Linked DNA regions of Sus scrofa: region 1 is linked to region 2. The links are chromatin contacts, called in public HiChIP or PLAC-seq maps. All regions are on one chromosome and are shown on one strand. The core of a region is the stretch at or near the end of the contact, and the rest is flanking DNA. Distances in the headings are between cores, read along the strand shown. Region 1 overlaps DIP2C (disco-interacting protein 2 homolog C). Region 2 overlaps DIP2C (disco-interacting protein 2 homolog C).

Region 1 (5,750 bases), core at 3,047-5,546, 130 kb after region 2:
CACCTGAGCACTGAACCCGAGCTGCCGAGCGCTGGGGAAGCCGGCTCCCTAGTTTCCTTTCTTTCTGCGCAGGAGCGAGTGACTGGGGCACCTGGTCTTCAGGGAGCGCAGTGCTGAACGCTCACCTAAGTCTGAACGAGGTGTGGTGGGCCAGAGCTGGAAAGAAAAGCCATGTGCTTCATAAAGGAAGGGGTCAGACTATGCTGACGATCATTTTCAAGGGAAAAGTGTTATTCAGGAGCGCTTCCTCGCTTGGGGCCCGTCCTCTCACGGTTGTTTAGGTATACTTTCACTAATCTCCAAACCTGATGCAGTTTGTAAAAGTAGCAGATAGGGTCCACTCTCTCCCACTCTCATCAGAAATATCTTAACAACATGGTGTCAGACTCTGCGAGGGAGTCTTCAGTGCTTTTGTGACAAGGCCGTGGTGAGGTAGGGGAGTCAAACGCCCACATCACCGTAAACAGTGAAGCTTTCCTTGACCAAACATAGTCCCTCTTTCTTATGGTGTATGTATCGGCTAGATGTTACTTGTCTACGTGGCTGGCATCCAAAGTTTCCGAATGGTGAGTGATTTATGCACATCATCTTCTCCAAGGCCAGCTCGGCTTTCCTCCGGTGGCAGGTGGCTTGTGCTCCCTTACAAGGGCTTACTGAGATGGCATCATTGTGAAAGCCCTGGTGAATTTGGCCCTGGTGACCAGAGGGCAGGCCTGTCTGCTCCATCCTGCTCTCTGGGACTGGGTGTGGGGCCCGTGATCAGTCCCCGCAGAGAAGGAGCCCCTCTCTGTTGGGGTGAGTCTCTTGTCCACATCTGTTGGAGACGGCGGATTACCCTGGAAGCCCAGGCTCCGAGGGCTTCACGTGGCAGCCCGGCCTCTCTTCAGCCCCTCCAGCCCTCATGAGTGTTCACACTGTGCACGTGCTTGTGCCTGTGCCTGCACACCTTTTAAAGCTCAGTGCAAGTGTCACTTGTACGGGGATCCCGTCCCTGACCCCTGGGGTTAGGACAGGCGCTCCTGTCCTGATCTTGCAGGGCCCTCCTTCTGAAATACTGACTCCGTTGTAGAGGCATGGTGGTTGTGGAATGTTTGAGGACTCTGCCCACACCCTGGCCCGCAGCTGGAGCCCCGGTCTCCTTTCCACGGAGAGTGGGCCTCCGCGGCGTACCTGAAGGACGGAACAGGACCCGGGCCTGCCTGCCCAGCCCAGCGGCTAGAGCACAGGCCCCGCAGATGCCGATGGCGCACAGCCGAGCAGACCTCTGGCTGCCCTGGGCGTCTCCGCCCTGTGATCCCAGTTTTATTTTACTCCCTGATTGGGGGCGATGGCGACAGCAGCGCTTGGGCGCTGATCGGTGTTTCCGCAGCTTGAAGGCCCAAGGGTAACGTGATTTGGGCCGCAGCACATTCCACTCGGTGGGGTTTTGGGTTATTACTAATGTTAGAGTTCAGCTGGACAATCCCAGTGTTTATTGCTGTAGGTGAAGACACACTCTTCTGATGGAGTGTTGTTCCTGGGACTGGCCTGTAGGGAGAAGCTGTACCTGAAACGCAGGGATGTGGGGAAGCTGGCAGAGGAGAGTCTGTGAATTTTGCACTTTGGTCTCATGTAGGGTGAATTTTCTTACTTCAGGACACAAACCTGAGTCACATGCCAGTGTGTTTTATTTTTTGAGAAAATGAAGCTTGCTCGCACGGCTGTGGTTGATCAGTTCTGATCCTTTGCGTTAACAACTACCGTGCTTGTCTGGGGCCAGCTGCACAGTTTTGCCTCTATTTTCATCCTGCCGCAGAGTTTCACTCTCCCAAAGTGCAGCCTTATGTTCCCTCGGGACAGAAATGTGTTGCCCATCCTGACCTGTGTACTTCCTCAGCTAAGGCGCCATGCCACGCCGTGCCCTCCTTTCATCGGGGGTAGCTGCAGGTTAAATAGTGCCGGAAGAGGCGTGTTTAAAGGGGCATGGGGGCTGTGACGTAGCGTGAATTCTCTCCGGCCTGAGTTGCTGCAGGAAATGAACTTTCATCAGCTAAGGGTCACTTACCTGTATCCTGGGTGATCCCTGGGCATGCTCTTGATGCACAGTTTTCTACTCTCAGTTGTCTAAGAGGTGTTCTTATTTTATCACACAGAGCTGATTTGATTGAAGGGTTTCTTGTTCCTTCTGGTGCCATTGAACCCATCAGATTTCTTCCTCCAGACACCAGTGGTTAATGGGAACAGCTGAGCCGTTCCTGCAGAAGGCAGAGCCAGGCATGGGACCTGTGAATTGTCCACCTGGACAGTGAAAGTGGCGTCTACTTTGGACCTGGCTCATATGGGTTTTTGTGGAAAATCTATAAGGAAAATGCATCAGTGTGAGGCCCTGATCCTGACCACATACTCTCATTGTCTCTGAACCTCTCTTGCCTGCTAAACAAAGCTGGGTGTTGGGGTGTGGGAGTGAGACACGAACACGTGACGGTGTGCCGGGCACTCGAGGAAGCCTGAGCCCCAAGCCATAGACCTTTCTAGACACGAGGCCCTGAGCAGACTCAGACATGAGCAGGGAAGTGGTTAGTGCATTTAGACTGATTTATGGCAAGGCTTTAGCTGCTGGAGGGTGAGGTAGAGGCAAGAGCGGGAGGAATGTGAGAGTCAGGCCAGTGGGGTCAGTAGCTGTGCCGGGGCTGCTCTGTGCTGCAGGTGTACTGTTTATTTACTGGCCAAGTCCTTGCTCACACTTATTTTAGAAAGAAGGCCTGCTGTGTGAAGGAGAGTGTAATTAGGTACTAGAAGAGAATGGGATGATTGAAAAATTTTGTACAACCTGGAAATACGAAAAAAGCCCTTGGCAGTTTTACCAATCACGTAAGCATGTTTTTACTTATATGAGGGCCTTTGGCGCGTGGCGAGGTCTTGGACGCCGAGATCCGCAGAATGCTGTGTGCAGGGGACAGGCAGAGGGACCTGAGTTACAGTGAGGGTCCTGGGAGTCAAGGTCACTCGCGTGTTGCTGTGTCCGTGTCTGCACCCGGCATACGTGGCGACGGAGGTTCAGAGGTTGACTGATTTGCCTCGTTCCACAATTAGAAAAAATAAGACCAGAATTTGGGCCAAGACCTTTGTTTTAAATCTTAGGTACAGTTTTACTCAGGTTATCTGTTATATATCCTTCATGATTTCTTTTAAAATATGTTAAGAGTGAAGGTTTTCAGTGTATTTCTCTTGCCGTCTGAATTTAGAAATACTGGCTTTTTCTAGCACGTGTGACGCCGCGCATCTCCCATGTCAGCGTCGCGGATGTCTGGGCCTGCCGTGCGCCGTGGGGTCAGAGTGATGCGCCAGCCCCGGGGCCTCATGCTTAGGTTAATCGGAGGGGCGTTGTGATTTCTAGGGCTTCGTTTACCATAGCATTAATGAAATGACTGCCTTAATTTAATAATCTGAAGATTGATGGATTGATTAGGTGCCAGAACTGTATTGCTAGGAATTTTTTGGGGGGAGCCTTCCTCAGACATGTGTTGGAAGTAACTGAAGTTCTAATAAACACGGCTTATTTCTTTGCTGTCTCTCCCTTGGGCTTAAACAAAGTTTTCGTATCTGGAGGGGAAAGTGTTTGGAGGAGTAAGAGCTGGTAGGACAGGGTGAACACTGGGGAAGCCTGACTGCTTCTGTCTGAACCTGGAGGCACGAGTGGGGGTGTCTGCAGAGGAAGGGGTGTGGTGGACAGCGGCTGATGCTCCCGGGCGGGGGAGGGGGGGAGTGCATTTGCAGCTGTGTTCCATGGGCTACAGGGTGCGGAGACATGGCCAGTCAGAGACTGGAATTCCGGGGCTGTGGTGGTCCTGGTGGCAGAGAGGGCGCCCGGAGCAGCAGGTGGCATCTGATTGTGAAGGGGCCTGGGCACGGCTGAGCACGAAGCCTGGTGGCTTTTCTTAGCTTGAGGGTAAAGCGGAGGGTGAGGGCGTGGCGAGGTGCGGTGCCCCGTGCAGAAGTGTGGCATTCCGGGAAGCTATGCGCTCAGCCGCAGGGCGAGCTGTGTTTTCCTCTCTCCTTTGCTGTCCTTTTGTTTCCTCTTTTCCTCTTGTGCGCCTCTGGTCTCCTTCCTCCCAGAAGGATTTTTGCTTACGGTCCTGTTGCCTTTCCAGAGGAAGCACTGAGGCTGTCGTCTGTAAACTGACCTGTGGCAGCCCTTCACACAGGCCTTGAAAGTTTCACTCGCTGCTTCAGCAGTGCTTCCTGCACCCTCCTATGAGCCCAGGGCCGCGCTCCGCGGGAGGGAGACTGGCCGTCAGCCATGGCCTTATCTGGGCTCTTGCCTGTGTCACAGCTTGTGCCACATGGTCCAGCAGCTCCAGCTGCTCTGAGTCTGTTCCACCAGTGGTCTGAGATGGTAGCCGTTTCCCTCTCTCCTTACCTGGTTGCTGTTGAAAGTAGTTTTGTGCTGGCATCACAAAAATACCCCTTCCCAGGTTCAGACCTTGGTCCATGTGACACGGAATCCTTGCACCGGGAGTGCAGCACTGAGTGTGGCAGGTGGCCTCGCCTCCAGGGCCTGGCCTCTGCTTGGACTCTAAGTGGCCTCCAGGAGGGGTGCCCATCACAAGTGGAGGAGCACTAAGTGGCTCAGATGGCCCGAGTTCAAACCCAGTTCTGGACCAGCGTTTTCTCTCAATGAAATGGCAGAAACCTGTCTCACATGGTTATGCTAATAAATGAATGAAGGAAAGTGCTGGTACCAGTGTTGTAACGCGTTGGCTGTTCTTATCAGTCCTGCCTGAAGATGGGAAACTGAGGCCCAGGGTCACAGACGGCAATGGCAGCCAGTAGGGGCTCCAGCTCTAGCGCGTGGCAGTGTCCCCAGTGCATTTCTCAATCCCCGTGGGGTGTGAAGCTCGTGGTGCTTAATGGATGTTTGTGGAGAAGAGTCTGGTCTTGGTCTCGGTCGTGTTTCAGCCCGAGGAGAATTCGTGCTTATCCCCCTTGCTCTTTGTGTTTCGGACAGGAACGCGCCTTCCTTGGGAGCCTCGCCTTCCCCGTGACTGCTCTTAACCCGGCCCACCCACTCTGTCACGTGTGCTCTGGGTTTCTGGAGAGCTGCTTTTCAGTCGTGCTGCAAGGGAGGCCTCAGCTGTGCTGAGTATTGCGTGGTCGTTTTGTGTTCATGTGACGACTCGCGATGAGCCTTCCCAGGAAGGCGCCCCTTCCAGCAGCAGCAGGTGCCCAGCTCCTCTTACGATGGGTGGAGCGTGTGCAGGACCTTATTTTGGTTCCCACCCCGGGTTCTCCTGTGGTACCAGGTCATTCACGTTTGAGGTTGCATATTTGACAGATGGATTTTGCTTGCCAGAACATACCTTTAAGGCACCTAAAACTCCATTCACAGTGAGGTCAGATAAAAACTAGTGGTTGAAATATGCACGCTTGTATTTTAGTCTCTTCTAATGTCCTGTTGCTGTAATCTGTTTCTCCTTTTGCTAAATTTACTTATTTCTTTTTAAGATTTTTTAAAACTTGGGTTGTATATTCTATTTTTCAGTCCGTGAGAGTAAATGTTCGTGATGTTTGAATGCAAACGCTTTCTGAAGGCAGATGTGTAGGGTCTGTAACAAGTGAGCGTGAGCCTGCACCTCCACAGAGCTGCCTGTGTATGCATATGCTGAATGCCAGTACTTCCAGAGGAAGTAGGTGGCCACCTGGGGACCTGGAAGGGGGTTAAGTCGACCTCAACTCCAGGTAGCACATTTGAAAGCTGGGTAACACAACGA
Region 2 (5,793 bases), core at 2,863-5,362:
GTCGAGTGTCCTGATGCGCCCGTTGAGGGCATTCTTCCTCTGTTACTGTGGTTTCCTCTTTGTTTGAATTGACATTTGACTTTGCTCGTCGTTTCGTCCTCTCTGCCGAAGTTCCTCGTCTCCTCAAACGTGTTGCCTCATTTTCCGCTGCAGCCTTTAATCATGATTTTGGAAACTTCGCAGCCTGATAGCTCTTACATCTGAGTCATCTCTGAGTCTGGTTCTGTGGGTTGCTTTGTCTGTCGACAGTGGGTTTTTCTTGCTTTCTTTGTGTTCTCGTGTGTTTTGACTGGCTACCTGACACCAGCCTAGGAGAGCAGAGACTGAGGTTAGGGTGCTTATGTTGGAAATGGCCCCATATCCCTGCTGAGTCCCTGCTGGGAGGCTGCATCCACCTGTCAGGGTGTGGCTGTGATTGGAGCTTGCACTTAGAGTTGCCCTCAAATCCCCTGGTCCCACCTCCTGCCTAGGCTGAGGTTGCTGGAGTCGTTCTCAGCATCGTGCAGCCTCGGCTCGGGCCAGGTGTGCCTCTCTGTGCCCAGCCCTGCCCTGGGAGGTGCGGGTCCTTGCTGCCTGGTGCTTCCCAGTGGTCACGGGAGAAAGGGTCCTCCTGGCCCGGCCCAGCCCCAGCCCCCGGCTCTAGGGGAAAGTGGGGCTTTCTGGGTGACCCTGCCCTTTCCTCCCGTCAGCCAGCTCTATCCGTGCTGGCAGCAGACAGTTTTGTCTCTTCTCTGGGAGTGGAGGGATTTTCTCTCCCTTCCTCCAGGGACAGTGGGCTTTGTCCAGGTAGCTCCCCCACCCCCAGGGGCTGAAGGCGCTGTCCTGTCGGGGCGGGGGTGCTGCCTCTCCTCTCCAGGCTCCCCTGCAGGAGCGGCAGCCCCTCTGCAGACCCCTGTTCCCCTCTGCCTGCTCCAGAGGGCCCAGGAGCGAGCTGCAGAGGGTCTGAGAGTGGAGGGAGGGCCCGGCTCTGTGCTCAGGCTGCCCACCCCTGGCCTTCAGCAATTTGTTACTCAGTTTCGGGGGACCTTCTGACCCCCTGGCTGGCAGGTGCATCTTTCCCCTCGGCTCTGCCCCTCCTTGGGGCCTCGGAGCGCAGGAGCTGTGGTGTCGCCCTCGTCTCCTCCAGCTTTGCCTCCCATCCCCCTGCCCCCAGTTGTGGTCTAATACTGGAATCCTCTCCTTTCCGCCTGTGGAGATCCGCGAAGCCAGCCCGGGGCTGGGGGGCCTTTTATCCATGGCGTCAGGCTTCTTGTCTGTAGAATCACAGTAAAATGCAGATTCTTAGGCAACACCACACCTCCCCGTGCCTGACTTGGAGAAGACAGGGGGTGGTTCTGACCTGTCCCCTGGTGAACTGCTACCTCACAGGAGGGAATTCCCACTGGCCGAGTGCCCATCCTGGCAGGCTCAGCACCGCCCCCTTAACATGTGTGACCCCCCCCAATCCCAGAGCCACCCCGAGGGGCATCTGCGTGGGTGGCACAGGGGGAGGTTGTTTCTGTGCCTCCAGCTTGCTTCCAGGCTTGTCCCTGGTCCAGTGTGTGGCTTCCGTGCTGCTTTCCTCTGATGGGGGGGCTCGCCACCAGGATGCTCAGGGGGGCCTCACGGTGCTCTGGTCTGAGGAGGAGGGACTCAGGCCGACTCAGGAGTATGGACTTAGGGCATTTCCTCCCATGGCCACAGGTTTCAAAGTCCACGCTGGAAAAGGAAAAAATCTTTTGTAAGGGAAGCAAAGTAATTGACTGAACATGCTCTTATGGCTCGAAGAGCTGGTTTGGGTACGAAAGTGGTTCCGTGACTGCTCTACGGAGAGGAGGTCAGGTTTTCACCTGTAATGTAAATAGGAGCTATCACTGTGGCTCAAGTTACTTGTGAGCGTTGCATCAGATTTTGATCCAGATTACAAGCTGCTCGTTGATCATTTAATTGATAAAATTGTTGGAAATGCCATACTGGTTTGAAACCAACGTAAAAAGAACCGTTTTTCCCCCATGAAAGCCTGTAACTGGGGGGCAGACAGAGTGGTGGGGGACGTGACTGAGGAGGGAGACGGGCCCGCGCCGTTTCTTGGCAGCCTTCGGGATGCCCCGGAAGAAGAGAACGCTGGCGCTGCAGGAGCTCCACCCGGAGCTGCGTCCCCTTGACCCTGCGCCTTTCATGTGGCCATGAAACTGTGTGGAGCTGTGCCTCCACCGGTGACAGAAAGTAATGAGCCTGGAAGGAGAGCACGTGGTGGCATTTGGTAGGTTTCCTTCCAAGAGCCTTTTTGGGTGATGGGATGTGAGGCACACCCCTGCCGTTTGGAGGGTGGTGTACCCTGGTGCATGGCACGGATTTTCAACCCTAAACCAGGAACTCTGCCAAGTGGATGTTTGCTCCACAGGTAAAAGCTGTCGGTGATGGTCCAGGTGGGTCCAGGGTTCCAGCGGGAGCGCGAGCCGGGGACGGCGGCTCTCAGCTGCCTCTCGCAGCATCCCCAGTAAATGGACATTTTATGAACGTGTGCGTGAGGGCAGGAGGCATGTCTTGGAGAATGGACGTTTGGTGACATGGTGCCCTTACTTCCCTCTGTGGTTGTGGGTAGGTGACCTTGATGCTTCACTGATCGCTCAGTGAGTTAAACGTGCCTGAGGAGACAGACCCTCAGCCCAGGGACCTGTTCTCCGTCACACATGACCGGCCCTACGAGGATACCCGCGAGTCTCCAGGCCCCGCAGGTGGCCGTGTGGTCCTGGGGGTCAGATCAGAGACACATGCCACTCGAGGTCTCCTTTTTAATGGCTGTGCTGGTGATTTCTCCTGAAGGACGGAGCAGATGGCACACACGCAATGTCTATTGTTGTCCCTGGATGCTGGCGGAAGGAGCCCAGCGGCAGCTCTGACCCTGTGCTCCCCTTTCCTGGAGGGGACCCCTCTGCGGGAGAGCCCGCTTTCCTGAGGGACACTGGGCCGTCTGGGCCAGCCTCTCATCTCTGTTCTGCCACCTGTCCAGGTGGGCGTTATCGCCTCTTTTGGCGGAGAAGGCAGATGCTGGCGGTCACCCATCTAGCGCTGGGGGTCACGGCCGGGTCCGTCTGGCTCCGGAGACCAAGTTCTTTCCACGGTCCCTCTTGTCCAGGTTACCGAGGTGATTTTCTGATCACGGGTCAGGAGCTTCGGGGCGCATTCCCCCCTCAGCCTCCGATGTGCACTCTGGCAGCCAGTAGCCACAGCTTTTAATTACGTGAATTGAGTGAAATGCAGTTGAAGACGTTTATTAATTGGAAGTCCTGTCCTGGAGTCACACTTCCCCCACGTGACCGCTGGCTTCTGTTCCGACCGAGCAGACCTGGCACGTTTCTGTCTTCTTGGAAGCGCTGCTGGCTGGCGGGGGGCAGAGGAGGGCGCCTGGACGGAAGGCTGGTGGCGCCCACGACAGCGGCCCGCCGCCCCGAGCTGCTCTCCTCGCTGCCTGTTGACGTCAGGGGCTTCACGGGGGCGGCGGGCAGTACGGTTCGCCCCTGGCCGCGCCCCGTCTTGGTCTTGGGGAGTTTCCAGGAACACGGTGGCGGGTCCCGCCGTCCACATTGGGGGAGAACGGCGCTTCCCTGCTATGTCAATCGCGCATCGTGCACACAGGTGAGGCTCAGCACTGGTTCCTGCAGTCGCCGCATCATGCGCGTAAGATGTGCAGTCGCTGCTTTGAACTCAGACCTTTGTGCCTTTGAAGTGAGCGTTCCTGGAATCAGTTGCTGAGCAGCTTTCCTGGTCTCAGTAGTTGTCAGAGTGCCGTGGGCTGGACGACTCGGGTTGCAGCCACTGGTTTGGAACACCCAGGCTTCCTGGCCATCTGTTGAGAAAAGTCCCTGTGTGTCTTAGGCTGGAGGAAGGCAGGGGCTGGAGGCCAAGGTCAGACCCAGACGCGTCACAGAGTGAGGGGCCGGCCCCCCCCTCCAGGGCTGGTGGCCCGAGGGAGCGGGAGGAAGAGCCCGCCGGACTCCGTTTCCAGGCCCCAGTTCCTGGGATAAAGTCCACTTTCAGTGGGAATGTGTGTCCTTGTGACTGTGTAGCGGATGGTGCAGTGGCCTTAATTAGCTGCTGTTAAGTCCCTTCCAGTGATCATGAGCTGGAAACAGTGGTAATGATTAAAAGAAGTGGGAATACGGGCCGTCCACGGTGGACCCTGATGTGGCTGCTTGCCTGGCCCGGCCTGGTCAAGAACTAAACCCGGGGAACCATTTGGCCTTGACTTTCCTCCCGCTGTCCCCGGGCCACAGGGCGCCAGCCCTTCTGTCTGGCAGACACATAACTCAGATGCCGGAATGAGCAGTTCTTGGAAGAAACACCACATCATTTTATCTGCTGAGCTGTAGGTGTGAACACCTTTGGTTGTTTTAGTCTCTTCCGGGTCCTCCCTCTGGCCCCCCCTCCAGCCCCCTCCCATGGGGGACAGACTCGCCTTTTGCCCGGAGGAGAGCTCAGTGAGGAGGCTGCGGAGGTGCTTGGACGGAGCTCGGGGTGCGGGGAGGCTGTTGCATGGGTTCCGGTCGTTATTGGCTCCATATTTTTAGCTGTTCTCCAACAAATTGAGAGCCGTGAGTCAGGACAGCCGGGTGTCTCACCCTTCCCTTGCGTGATGCACTGTCGCTTCGGTGCTGTGACTCAGACAGCAAAGGGGGAGGGGAGGAGTTTCGCGCAAGGCTCGCGCCTCGGCTTTCTGGTTGGAAGGCGTTAGGGTTTAGGGGAACAGGTTAATCACCCTCTTGCTGTGGCGCTGCGCCGTGGGGTAGCCAATTGTCCGTGTGAGGATGACCGTAGGGAATGATGCGGGCGGGCTTCTCCCGCGTCTTCCGCAGGCGGAGCCCTCTGTGGCGTTCGCAGGAGAACACGCAGCGGGAGGCGCGGAGCCGCACCTGCGGAGAGTCGGCTCTCAGCGTGCAGACTCAGGGTGGAGATTCGGGGGTGGAGGGCGTCTCCCTCCGGTCAGGGGAGGGAGGCCTGTCAGCTCTGCGGGTGAGCGCTTGTGTTCCTTCCTGCGGGGCACTGGGGGCTGTTTGTGAGCCCAGCCCCCGCGGGACTCACCCTGGGACTGCGTGAGGGTCCCTGCGTCGCTGCGGGCTCCTGCGTCTCAGCGAGGGCGGCTGGGGGCTCACTGACCCGGAGCCTGCAGGGTGCTCAGGCTCTCTTGGATGGCGAGGGCCGCAGGCGTCACTCGGGCCCGAGCCTCCCCCGTCTCTGCTGAAGACGGCAGCGCTGTGCAGACGGCCTCGCGCCATCGCAGACGCGTGCGTGGTGGAATGCGCTCCGTCTCCGGCTGGCCGGTTCTGGGGTCACCCACTCTCAGGCGTGTCTTCGCAGTGATCCTGTCTAGGCTTCCGTCTCAGCTCGGGGAACAAGTGCCTGCTTTCCTGGGTCAGGTGGTCAGACAGGTTCGAGGTGGAGACCCGCCGTGTCCCCGAGCCGAGCATCCAAGTCGACGAGCCAGCGGCAGGTCGGCTCGGCTGCTGGCATCTTCACGGCCGCCTGGAGCACAGCCCGGCTCCAGAGCCGGCGGTCTTAGGCCGCGTGCCCTCTTCCCTGGGGTAGAGGAGCCAGTCAGAGTGTGTGGGACGCCGTAGGCCTGCTCCGTGCCCGGCCTGGCCCTGGGCAGGTCCCCTCTGGCACGTGTGTGTGGAGGTGTGGTCGTGGCTCCACATGTCCCCGAGTCTGGAAGGTGGTGGTTTGGGTGCCTGGTGTCTTCTGGTTGCCTGTCAGCGGCTGGAAGCAGCCCTCAGCCTCTCACCTGGTTCCGCGATAAAGCTCTTCCGGCTTCTG

What was found. HiChIP or PLAC-seq counts read pairs in DNA pulled down with a chosen protein or histone mark.
Region 1: an H3K27ac HiChIP or PLAC-seq map of skeletal muscle shows a contact between it and region 2. The contact joins two enhancer-like sites. A contact is called at or near these places in 1 of 47 Hi-C or Micro-C datasets (brain) and 1 of 2 datasets of contacts at active chromatin or transcription factors (skeletal muscle).

The regions. Positions count from the first base shown.
Region 1 is chr10:68,962,580-68,968,329 of Sscrofa11.1, forward strand. All of the region lies in intron 2 of DIP2C (disco-interacting protein 2 homolog C), which reads left to right. Among named protein-coding and RNA genes, the nearest start is that of DIP2C, 200 kb to the left of the region's middle. Within about 2 kb of position 4,297, at least 17 of the 83 cell types and tissues checked have an H3K27ac peak or open chromatin away from gene starts, as enhancers often do. A contact at or near this core is called in skeletal muscle, where this site is marked.
Region 2 is chr10:68,828,774-68,834,566 of Sscrofa11.1, forward strand. All of the region lies in intron 1 of DIP2C (disco-interacting protein 2 homolog C), which reads left to right. It also overlaps the pseudogene LOC110255732. Among named protein-coding and RNA genes, the nearest start is that of DIP2C, 62 kb to the left of the region's middle. Within about 2 kb of position 4,113, at least 9 of the 83 cell types and tissues checked have an H3K27ac peak or open chromatin away from gene starts, as enhancers often do. A contact at or near this core is called in skeletal muscle, where this site is marked.